Regions from separate parts of the Sus scrofa genome. Here region 1 is linked to region 2. Evidence: chromatin contacts called from public Hi-C data. All regions are on one chromosome and are shown on one strand. The core of a region is the stretch at or near the end of the contact, and the rest is flanking DNA. Distances in the headings are between cores, read along the strand shown.

Evidence for each region. A called contact is a pair of places that touch in the nucleus more often than the background predicts.
Region 1: a Hi-C map of retroperitoneal adipose tissue shows a contact between it and region 2, with 3 times the contacts expected there. The contact joins the promoter of TMEM173 here to the enhancer-like site in region 2. A contact is called at or near these places in 3 of 5 promoter capture datasets (fetal liver, fetal skeletal muscle and liver), 35 of 47 Hi-C or Micro-C datasets (adipocytes, adipose tissue, alveolar macrophages and 17 more) and 2 of 2 datasets of contacts at active chromatin or transcription factors (alveolar macrophages and skeletal muscle).

What each region holds. Positions count from the first base shown.
Region 1 is chr2:141,360,912-141,367,220 of Sscrofa11.1, reverse strand. It overlaps TMEM173 (transmembrane protein 173), which reads left to right and starts at 1,658. Exons shown (of 6, transcript NM_001142838.1): 1 at 1,658-1,884; 2 at 2,007-2,190; 3 at 2,437-2,545; 4 at 5,396-5,634. The coding sequence starts at 1,658.
Region 2 is chr2:141,306,555-141,312,549 of Sscrofa11.1, reverse strand. It overlaps DNAJC18 (dnaJ homolog subfamily C member 18), which reads left to right. Exons shown (of 9, transcript XR_002341938.1): 4 at 494-679; 5 at 1,666-1,775; 6 at 2,754-2,863. Among named protein-coding and RNA genes, the nearest start is that of SPATA24, 16 kb to the right of the region's middle. Within about 2 kb of position 2,364, at least 13 of the 83 cell types and tissues checked have an H3K27ac peak or open chromatin away from gene starts, as enhancers often do. A contact at or near this core is called in retroperitoneal adipose tissue, where this site is marked.

The DNA of each region.
Region 1 (6,309 bases), core at 409-2,908, 55 kb before region 2:
CCCACTTCCTCCTCTGTTAGCCACGATGGGAGTGGGGCAAGTCAGTTCACCTCACTGTGGAAAGTTCTGTAGCTTCCTGACAGGGTGGCTGCACAGATTAAATGAAAACATGAGCAATTCTCGGCATAATGTCTGAAGCATGGTAAGCACTTTGTTGTTGTTGTTGTTGTTGTTTTTATTATTATCCACGTGATTGCCTTTTTGGCTGGATGTACCAGGTGCTCTCTGAGAAGCCACCCGCCTTGCCCCTTCCCGGGGAGAACTGAAACCCCACCCTTCTGCAGGTCTTTTGCTCCCAATGAGCTTTTCATTTTTTAAAGTTTTGGCTTTGTATTTTTATTTATTTAGTGTGTGTGTGTGTGTGTGTGTGTGTGTGTGTGTGTGTGTGTGTGTCTTTTTAGGGCCACCCCCCCAGCATATGGAGATTCCCAGGCTAGGTAGGAATCTGGAGCTGTAGATGCTGGCCTACGCCACAGCCAGCCACCTACATCACAGCTCATGGCAACACCGGATCCTTAAGCCACTGATCGAGGCCAGGGATCGAACCTGCATCCTCATGGACGCTAGTCAGACTCAGGTTCCTCCTAGCCATGTCGGAAACTCCTCCATGAGCTTTTTACTCAAAGGTTGTTGTTACAGGAAATCACGGTTCATTTCCCCACCTCCAGCCTGATTGCCCCGGCTTCAGAGAAAGAGGATCTGCTTCTGGAAATTGGAATGAAACCACTCAGGCAGGGCAGCGTGTGCGCTTGGCTGGGTGTGGGCCGTCTCCCCTGGGTGTTGGTGGAGTGTGTTTGATTGTGGGGCCTTGAGGGAGTTGGAGGGAGTTTCTGAACACCCTCGGGTCGGGGGATGGCCTGGGGCACTGCCATGGGAGACTTGGCAGCTTCCCTCACCCCAAGCTGGGCGTGGCTCCCGAGGCCTTGGGGCGCTTCCTCCCTCCTCGGAGGCGGGAAATAAGCTCCCCAGCGCCGAGCCTGGAGGGATGTGGTGAAGAAAGCTGTGATTGTTTTGAATCTTTCGTTTTCGGGTTGCAGCCTGAAAGGCCCCGTGGGGCTGGGAGCCCTTGGACAGGACCTTCTCCCCTTGCCGTCTTCCAGAAACAACCTGCGGTCTGGGAGGCAGAAGGTGAGATGGGCAGCAGCCCGGCCAGAGCTCCAAGGCAGAGGCTGCTGGGGGTGAGGCCCCCGGCGGTGCAGCGATGGGTGGCAGCTTTCCGGCTGCCCTGCCCCCACCCCTGAACTGTGGTTTTCAGATTCGCTGACTAAGGTCCTCCCTGGGGGACCTGGGGAGAGGGAGACTCCAGCCCCTGAGTGTCCGGTGGGTGGTGCGTCACAGACACCTGCGGGTCTGGGTCTGGGATCGTGGCTCACTTTCTTCTTCATTGCGCCGGCGGTCTCGGTGAGGCTTGGGTGGGGTGTTTGTGGGGGGGTGCTTGCATTTCTTTCTCCACTTGCTCTGTGTTCAACAAATCTCTATGGAGCTCTGGGATGCTATGTGCCCAGCCTGTCCCCTAGAAGTATCTCCAGGAGCAGCCTCTGGCTCTGGTTGGGTACTAGGCAAACACAGAGCTGGAGGAAGTGCCCAGCCAGGGCCTTAGTCCCGAAACGGTAGGAGAGCGAGGGAAGGACAGCTGTGGATTTCTTGGTTCCTACAGATGCCCTACTCCAGCCTGCATCCATCCATCCCACAGCCCAGGGGCCTCAGGGCTCAGGTGGCAGCCTTGGTCCTTCTAGGTGCCTGCTTGGTGGCCCTTTGGGGGCTGGGGGAGCTGCCAGAATACACGCTCCGGTGGCTGGTGCTCCACCTGGCCTCCCAGCAGATAGGACTGCTGGTGAAGGGGCTCTGCAGTCTGGCGGAGGAGCTGTGCCACGTCCACTCCAGGTGACTCCTTGTGGTACCCAACATGCTTCACTCCCTTGACTCCCCCGCCCCCCCGGCCTGTCTCGCCTTGAATCTCTCTAGCTGAGCTGGGCTGGGACCTGGGGCTTGGCTGTTGCCTGCAGGTACCAGAGCAGCTACTGGAGGGCTGCGCGGGCCTGCCTGGGCTGCCCCATCCGCTGTGGAGCCCTGCTGCTGCTGTCCTGCTACTTCTACTTCTCCATCCGAGACAAGGCTGGCCTGCCCCTCCCCTGGATGCTGGCCCTCCTGGGCCTCTCGCAGGCCCTAAACATCCTCCTGGGCCTCCAGGTATGACACAGAGGGAGGTGGTGGGGCTGGCCAAGGGGACATGTGGCTGCTGGGACCTGCTCTGGGCTCAGTCCTGAGAGCGGGACGAGTGTAGAGGTTGGTCCATGGAGGAGAGCCTGCGATGTTCTGGGTTCAGTGACGGCAGAGAAAGGAGCCAGTTGGCAGCAGGCCGGGAGAGCTTCCTGGAGGAGGAGGGCTCTGGTTGGCCTTCATGGAGGCTCCCTGGCTCCACTCTGCTTTCCACAGCACCTGGCCCCAGCTGAAGTCTCTGCAATCTGTGAAAAAAGGAACTTCAACGTGGCTCATGGACTGGCCTGGTCTTATTACATCGGGTACCTGCGGCTGATCCTCCCAGGTGGGCCATCCTCTATGCCCCATCTTCAGATTATGACAGACAACAGGCGTGGCTGTGGTTGTGGTGTAGGCCTGCAGCGGCAGCACCGATTCAACCCCTAGCCCAGGAACCTCCATATGCCGCGAGTGTGGCCCTAAAAAGCAAAAAAAAAAAAAAAAAAAAAAAAAAAAAAAGAGAGAGAGAGAGACAGACAGACAATAAGGCACCCCATCTTGTATTTCCAGGACTTACTGTATTTTTCAAAGCATTTTCCTGTCTGACAAACCATTTGATTCCCAAAGCAATCTTATAGGCGTGAAGGCTGTTATTATTAAGCCTGGTTTACAGGATGAAATAGAGGACTGAGAGCCATTAAGTGACTTGTCACAAGTCACCCATAAATTCTTTCTTTTTTTTTTTTTTTTTGGCTTTTTTGCCATTTCTAGGGCCGCTCCTGAGGCATATGGAGGTTCCCAGGCTAGGATCCAATCGGAGCGGTAGCCACCAGCCTATGCCAGAGTCACAGCAACTCAAGATCTGAGCCGTATCTGTGACCTACACCACAGCCCATGGCAACACCGGATCCTTACCCCACTGAGCAAGGCCAGGGACCGAACCCACAACCTCATGGTTCCTAGTTGGATTCGTTAACCACTGAGCCATGACCGGAACTCCTTTTTTGTTTTTTGCTTTTTTTTTTTTTTGGCTTTAACCCATGAATTCTTGCAATAAATATTTGCCATATGCTCTGGGCCCTTCATATGCATTTTCTCACTTAATTCATACCCTGTAAGGAAGCGAAAATCATTACTCCTCTCTTATTTTATTTTTTTATTAGAGTATAGTTGATTGACAATGTTATGCCAATTTCTGTTACACAGCAAAGTGACCCAGTCATACCTATGTTCTTTGTCATATTGTTTTCCATCATGGTCTGGCCCAAGAGATTGGATATAGTTCTCATTGCTTATCCCATTCTAAATGTAATGATTTGCATCTACTAACCCCGAACTCCCAGTCCATCCGACTCCCTCCCCCTCCTCCTCCCCCTTGGCAACCAAAAATCTGTTCTCCATGTCTGTGAGTCTGTTTTTTTTTTTTTTTTTTTTGTCTTTTTGCCTTTTCTAGGGCCGCTCCCTCGGCATATGGAGGTTTCCCAGGCTACGGGTCTGATCAGAGCCTACGCCAGAGCCACAGCAACGCGGGGGATCTGAGCTGCATCTGCAACCTACACCACAGCTCAGGGCAATGCCGGATCCTTAACCCATGGAGCAAGGGCAGGGATCGAACCCACAACCTCATGGTTCCTAGTCGGATTCGTTAACCACTGCGCCATGATGGGAACTCCCTGTTTCTGTTTTGTAGATAGGTTCATTTGTGCCATATATTAGATTCCACATATAAGTGATATCATATGGTATTTGTCTTTTTCTGACTTACTTCACTTAGTATGAGAATCTCCAGTTGCATCCATGTTGCTGCAAATGGCATTATTTTGTTCTTTTTTATGGCTGAGTAGTATTCCATTGTGTATATATACCACATCTTCTTAACCCATTCATCCGTCGATGGACATTTATTTATTTATTTATTTTTGCCTTTTCTAGGGCTGCACCTGCAGCATACGGAGGTTCCCAGGCTCGGGGTCTAATCGGAGCTGCAACCACCGGCCTATGCCAGAGCCACAGCAACACAGGATCTGAGCCACATCTATGACCTACACCGCAGCTCACGGCAATGCCAGATCCTTAACCCACTGAGCAAGGCCAGGGATCGGACCCGCAACCTCATGGTTCCTAGTCGGATTCATTAACCACTAAGCCACGACGGGAAGGCCATCGATGGACATACAGGTTTTCCATGTCTTGGCTATTGTGGATAGTGCTGCAATGAACATTGGCATCACCCCATTTTATTTTTTAATTTTTGGTCTTTTTTTTAGGGCCACACCCACGGCATATGGAGGTTTGCAGGCTAGGGGTCAAAGTGGAGCTGTAGCCGCTGGCCTACTCCATAGCCACAGCAATGCCAGATCCGAGCCATGTCTTCGACCTACACCATAGCTCATGGCAATGCCGGATTCTACCCACTGAGGAAGGCCAGGGATCGAACCTGCATCCTCATGGATACTAGTCAGATTCATTTCCACTGAGCCACGATGGGACCTCCTCGCTCCTATTTTAGAGATAAGAAAATTTCTGAAAAAAGAAATCAGATCACAAACTTGATCATAAACTTAAAAAATAAATAAATAAAGAAGGTTCGTCATGGTCAAAAAAAAAAAAAAAGAAAAGAAAGAAAATTTCTGTTCCAAGAGATAAAGTAATGCGTCCAAAGTTACACAACTTAGTTAGAGGAGGAGACAGGATTTTATACCAGGCTGGTCCAGTTTTGATATGCATTCTTTTAATGAGTAATGACGTCCCACGGGGGGAGCACGGGTCGTGTCTCCATCCTCTGACGTGCCCCCCAAGGCTACGGTTCTTCCTGTCTCATAGCTGCCCTCCTTGGACGCCAGGGCTTCCCCTAGAGGCCTGGCTCAGGGCCCCTGGACTTGCGGGGGGGTGGGGGGGTCACCTCCCGGGGCTCTGCCTGCCTCCGAGAGCCCTGACAGCTGTGGTGGGAAGGAGTGGGGCTGACGGAAATCCAGACAGAAATCAAGGGAGGTGGAGGCAGGGGCGACGGGAGCAGGCGGAAGGGCGGGGAAGATGCCTGTGCCCCGCCCTGCCCGGCCTCCCGGGCCCTGTGAGTGGACTTGTCCCTCATTTCTCTTGCACCCCCTCCTTGATGGGACCAATACCTGTGTCACTGTCCTGGGTTGGCTGGGAGACAACGTCGGTGGCAGTGACTTCTTGCGCCTCTCCACCCCAGGGCTCCGGGCTCGGATCCAAGCTTATAATCAGCGCCACAAGAACGTACTCGGGGGCATAGGGAACCACCGGCTGCACATCCTCTTCCCGTTGGACTGTGGGGTGCCCGATGACCTGAGCGTGGCTGACCCCAACATTCGCTTCCTGCACGAGCTGCCCCAGCAAAGTGCCGACCGTGCTGGCATCAAGGGCCGGGTGTACACCAACAGCATCTATGAGCTTCTGGAGAACGGGCAGCCGGTGGGTGTGGGCGGAGGCGGTGCCACAGGTGGGGGTGGGGTCAGGCCTAGAGACCCAGAAGTCGGGGCCCTGGCCAAGCCCTGAAAATAATTCGCTGCCAGCCTCTGAGAGTTCAGTTTCTTCAATGTGTCCCAGGGCTGGGCAAGACCGAACCCTGAATGATATAACCCTAAGTGACATTTACTGAGCGCTTCGTGTGTGCCAGATGCTATTCTGGGTGCTTCATCTGACCGCCTCATCGAATCCTCACCCCTGCCCTGTGGGGTGCGGGCTGTTCCGATCCCTGCTTTAATGCAGAGGGAACTGAGACTCAGGAACCAGGGACAAAGTGAAGGATTTCAACCCGAGTGGACCACAAAGGAGCCCTAGATGAAGGCCCTGGATTGTCGGAAGGATTTCGTGTGGGCTGGGGGGAAAGCCAGTCAGAGGTGAACCCCAGAGCCCCGTCCCTGGACTTGACTTCCAGCTGGAGCCATTGACAGCCTAGCTCAGTGGGCCTTGCTCTGTTTTGTTTTCTTTCTTTTTTTGCTTTTTAGGGCTGCGCCCCAGCATACGGAAGCTCCCAGGCTAGGGGCTGAATCGGAGCTGCAGCTGCCAGCCTCCCCCACAGCCACAGCCACAGCCACACCAGATCTGAGCCGCGTCTGCAACCTACATTGCAGCTCGCAGCCACCC
Region 2 (5,995 bases), core at 1,115-3,614:
TCTCTTGTTTCTGGCTTATGAAACTATATCGTGGGAAATTTCAAGGGCAGGCACTTGGGTGAACGTTCCAGGCCCATGTAGTTCTCCTTGGGTCACTGTGGAGTTGTCGCACCAATCAGTTCTCGGCTCTTCACTGCTGCTGCTGTGCTCACCCAGAGCTACAGCAAGGAGTATGTACTCAGCTTTTCTTTGTTTGATTGGTCTCTTTTTATGGTTTTTGTTTTGTTTTCCTTTTTAGGGCTGCACCTGCCGCATATGGAGGTTCCCAGGTTAGGGGTTGAATGGGAGCTGCAGCTGCCGGCCTACGCCTCAGGCACAGCAATGCCAGATCCGAGCCATGTCCACACCTACACTGCAGCTTGGGTGGCAACACTGGGTCCTTTAACCCACTGAGCAGGGCCAGGGATCGAACCCACATCCTCGTGGAATATTAGTCAGGTTCTTTACTGCTAAGCCACAACAGGATCTGAGGTGCTTTTTGTTTTTGTTGCAGCGATAGGAAATGCCTTTGCAGTCCTGAGCAATCCTGACAAGAGACTCCGCTATGATGAATATGGAGACGAACAGATGACTTTCACTGCCCCTCGAGCCAGACCATATAATTATTACAGGGACTTTGAAGCAGACATCACTCCAGAAGAGCTGTTCAACGTCTTCTTTGGAGGGCATTTTCCTACAGGTTAGTGTCCCAGAGTTACTGCCTAAAAAGTCGTATGTATTTTGAGGATCTGTTTGAAGATCTGAATACAGGGACCACAGTATAGTAGAAACAACAAGACTTTGGATCCAGATGAGCTAGGGTTTAGGCACATCTCTAGCCTCCTGCTACACATAATTTTGATTTTATCTGGTCTTGTTTCCTTACCTGAAAAACAGGGCTGGTAAGACCAACCTCACAAGGCTTTGTGACGATTGGATTTTTTTTGTCCTTTTTGTTTTAGGGCTACACCCACGGCATATGGAAGTTCCCAGGCTGCAGTCAGATCTGAGCTGCAGCTACCAGCCTACACGACAGGCACAGCAATGCCAGATCTGAGCTGCATCTGCGGCCCACACCACAGCTCACAGCAACACCGGATCCCCGACCCACTGAGTGAGGCTGGGGATCAAATCTGCATCCTCATGGATACTAGTCATATTCATTTCTGCTGCACCACAACGGGAACTCCCAGGATTGGATATTTTTAAGTGTTTTATAAATTAGAAGCAAAATGCCTATATTATTATTATTATTATTATTGTAAAAAGAGCCCCTTATATAAAGATAAAGGTGAGAAAAGTACCCCCAAAGCGTTGGAAGCTGGAATAATTAAATGCTTAGAAAGAAAGCTAAATTTTGTGAGTTGCTATTAAAGATACTAGTGACATAATCCGTTATTGGGCAAGGAGCAGGCATGAGCGTGGAGACAGGCTTCATGGCCCAAGTGCTCTTTCTTCATCCGCTTCTCTGTCACTGGTTACAAAGACTGTTTAAATAGGGGCAGGAGAGCTGAGCATGTCCCATTTTCAGCTGGTTTGCTCGACATCCCTACTGTCTTATTCTTCCTGGGTAAAATGGGGTAGTCCTGTGCCCCCGGAGAACCTAGCTGGAAGCAAGGGCCTTGGAAAAGGCAAGGAAGGGATGTTCGCTGTGTCACCTACTGAGTGTTTTTCTTTCTTTTCCAGGAAACATTCATATGTTCTCAAATGTGACAGACGACACTCACTATTACCGCCGGCGGCACCGACATGAGAGGATGCAGACACGGAAGGAGGAGGAAGAAGATAAACCTCAGGTACCCAGGGAGGACAGGACAGCTGCTGCCCATAAGTACTTGTATGAGCAGACCTATTTGAAGGTCACCTTGAAATGTGTCACTAAAGCATGCTTTATGAAAGCAGAGGCACAGTAAAAAGAGCTGGACAGTTGGCCCAAATAGGCCAGAATGCACCCCTCTTCCCCACCCCTTCTTTGGTGATGGTCCCAGGAAATCTGTGGGGCTGTTTTGGTCAGGGTTTTCTTGACAGCAGAGAATAGAAACTCCCTTCAAAATACTCAAAACTAAAGGGGGTTTAAGGTAAGGCATCAAGAGAGTCTCATGAAGCTCAAGGGCAGGAAGCAGCCTGGGCCTTAAGACAGGCGGGAACCAGGAACTGGGGTGCTGTCAGGCACCCACAAGCTGTGCGCCCCATGACTCTTGGGGCCAGCTGTCTCCAGTTCTCCCGCCTCTCTTCATCTCCTTTGTTCTTTAAGCGGCCTGGCTTTCTGCTTCCTCTTGCCCGTCTCCAGTGCGTCAGAGCGTGTGTCCTTTCTTCTGGTGATTGCCTAGCAGTGGGTGGTCATGAATCTCAATCCCAGATCTTCAGGAAGGAGAGTGTGATTATTTCTGCTACAGTTAGATGTCCTCTAGATGTCCCACGGTCTGTTCAGCTGAGGCCAAGACAACAGAGTTGCATAGTAACGAGACCTTGTGAGAGGCACAGTTTGGGCAGTCTCACAAACAGGTGTCTCTGCCTCACTGGTCTTAGAAAAGGGGGCTGCAGAAGGATTACCGGGTGTAAATCCAGGTTGTGAGTGGGCCTCCTTCAGCGTTTTCAGGCTGACAAAGCAGGGTTGTCTGGTACTTCTCAGCACAGAGGACAGCCTTCCCAGAAAAGCCTGGAGCTCTGTGCAGTGCATCGGTAATTGGTATTTTCTTTGGGAAAACTATCCTGTTTTCACTAAGCTGCATGTGGATGAACAACACTTATACCAAATACTTTCTCTTTTTCAGACTACATATTCTGCATTTATTCAGTTACTTCCAGTTCTGGTGATTGTGATCATATCTGTGATTACTCAGCTGCTAGCTGCTAATCCCCCGTATAGTCTGTTCTATAAATCGTAAGTCAAATGCTGATAATCTTTCTTAACAATCTAATGAAACACTTGCAGTTTTTGCTGGTACATTACTAACATTTCCTTTCACCTTGTATTGTAGAAAACACTGAGTTTGCGTTGACAGGAACAGCTGGGTAGTGATAATGCAAAAGTACCATAGGCCGCTCCGCCCAGCCCTCAGGACCTGATTGTTTTGTTCTACAGCGACACCGTCTGGTCAGCTGTAGAACAGCACAAGCTGGCTTCTGAAGAATTAACTAACTCCTGGTTTAGATTAAATCCTTATCATACCATCTTAGACTTAGAAAAAGGACCTTACGGAGCTTGTGATAGTATCGCTGGACCCCTGTGGGTCTGAGAACATAGCAACTAAGACCTGGTGATTATTTCCAATTTAAGAAATTGCAAGAATAAGACATCTATTCATGATAAGGCTGTACAGTCAAACCGTAGTATCTCATTTCTTTGCTTTTGCTGAAAATATAGAAAGTCATTCTAAAGTTTGCATTGCATGGAAAACACGAGCTCTGATAGGAATTTTTAGATTTAGTAATGAATTTTTTTAAGTCATTTCTCAGAAGTTTGGTCCCTGATCAGCATTAACTGGCAGCATGTAGACATGCAGACTCTTAGGCTTTACTCCGTATCTGCTGAATCAGAAACTCTGCGGTGAGAACCAGCAGTGTGAGGTTTGCCATGCCCTCTACTAAAGTTTGAGACTCATTGGATTCATTACTTTTTAAATTATTAATGGGAAATGAGTTTTTGCTCTTATAGCTTAGCAGACAAAAACCTTTCCAAATGTGGGCTCCATGGAACAATACCTAACAGGAAGAGCTCTTGTTGGTGATCATTGGGCTAAAGACTCTCATTGTGGATCACTAGAATGATCTAGAGAGAGATCATTGCTATCAGGTCACGCCGGCCTGATACCCCTCTATTTACTGACTTCCTCTGTGTACGTACCACTGGCACCCCTTTTCTGGTCAGGCCAGTGCGACAGGCAGGAACCTTCCCTGCCAACAGCTTCCCAGAGGGAAGCGAGAGTAGTCGAGTGGCCTGTGTTCTTAGACATCCAGCAAGATCCCCAAGGTGAGAGGTCAAAGGAAAAGGCTGGGAAAAGGTCAAATAAAGCCCATTTAAGATGGATTTTGTCCAGCTTGAACAAAATCAGTTTGAATTTTGTACATCACTGTCACATTATATTAACTTGAATTTGAGCTCCCTTCTATACTTTTTTTTTTTCTTTTGGTCTTTTTAGGGCCACACTCGCGGCATATGGAGGTTCCCAGGCTAGGGGTCGAGCCAGAGCTACAGCAATGCTGGGTCCGAGCCATGTCTGCAACCTACATCATAGCTCACAGCATTGCAAGATCCTTAACTCACTAAACGAGGCCAAGGATCGAACTTGCGTCCCATGGATACTAGTCAGGTTCATTACCATTGAGCCATGAGGGGAACTCCTATACTTTCTAATGGCTGGACTTTAGTTAACTGAGACCTGTTAATGTTTCCGAACACCAGATACCATTGGGGATCTTAAACCCACTGAGCATTAGCCTGGAGATATCATTGAAATCTTTTTTTAAAATGCTACTGACATGTAGTTGATTTACAGTGTTATGTTAATTTCTGATGTAGGGCAAAGCATTTCAATGATACATATACACACATATCCACTCCCATATAGGGTATCACAGAATCTCGAGTAGGTTTCCCTGTAGTGCACAGCAAGTCCCCATTGACCATTTATTCCACGTACAATAGTGTGCCAGTTCCAAGCTCCCAATCCATCCCTCCCCTCTCACTGAAATATTTGTCACAGTTTTTGGTAGTTCTCACCTCACGACTGTGTGTGAAGTACTTTTTATCATGACCTCACAATTGGAACTAAGTTGGTATGAGCTGTCTGGTTATTTGTAAATCGTTTACTGTAACATTCATTTCGTTCAGCCAAATTTATCAGTAGCCTGCTCTGTGCCAGGTGCCATGCGAGGTCCTGTACATTACAGAAATTGCTGTTATGCATGCAGAGATTTACTTTTAGCCTCGAAAGAAGCAGTCTCACAGAGGGGAACCCAGACAGCTGCGCCGCCATGTTCAGAGCAGTGTATATACAGTAGTCAAGACATGGCGACAATCTGAGTGTCCATCAGTGGCTGAATGGGCGAAGAAGTTGTGGTCTATGTATATTCAATGGAGTAGTATTACTCAGACATAAAAATGAGGAACTCCTCCCATTTGTGAAAACAGTGATGGACCTTGAAGGCATTATGCTAAGTAAAGTAAGCCAAAGAAAGACAAATACTGTACAATCTCACTTACATGTGGAATCTAAAAAAACCCCAAGCTCATAGAAAAGAGATCAGCCTTGCGGCTACCAGAGGTAGAGGGGAAGGGAGGGGAGTTGGAGGGACTAACAGTTCTCAGGTCTATAAGGAGGAGGGATCCGATGTACAGCGTAGCGGCTGCAGTAGTTAACACTGCTGTGTGATAGGAAATGAGAGGAAAATTGTTGAGAGGGCACATCCTAAGAGTTCTCATCACAAGGAGAAAATTTTTTCCTTTGTTTCTTCTTTCGTTTCTGTTGTTACGTAGATGAAAAGCTAGATGTTAGCTGAACCTGTTGTTTGATCATTTCACAATATACGAAAAACGGCATGTATGAATCATTGTGGTGCAGGCCTTAAACTTTTTTTTTTTCTTTTTAGGGCCTTACGTGCGGCACATGGAAGGTCCCAGTTAGGCATCGAATCAGAGTACAGCCACTGGCCTACACCGCAGCCAGAGCAACTCGGGGTCTAAGCCATGTCAGTGACCTACACCATAACTCATGGCAGTGCCGGATCCTTAACCCACTGAGTGAGGCTAGGGATTGAACCCTCATCCCCATGGATACTAGTTGGATTCATTTCCACTGCGCCACAACAGGAACTCTTGTGTATCTTAAATTTAAAAAGAGAGAAGAGAGGGAGGTAAATCCCTGAAGGGAATAAATGTGCTAAGACTGAGTCCATTTGAACATGCTCACATAATGGCGACAAGGGTGACATTACATTTATTGCCTTGCTTGGGAAATAATAAATATTAGATCTTTTAGAAAATGATATGATATCTGTTAATGATAGTAGATAT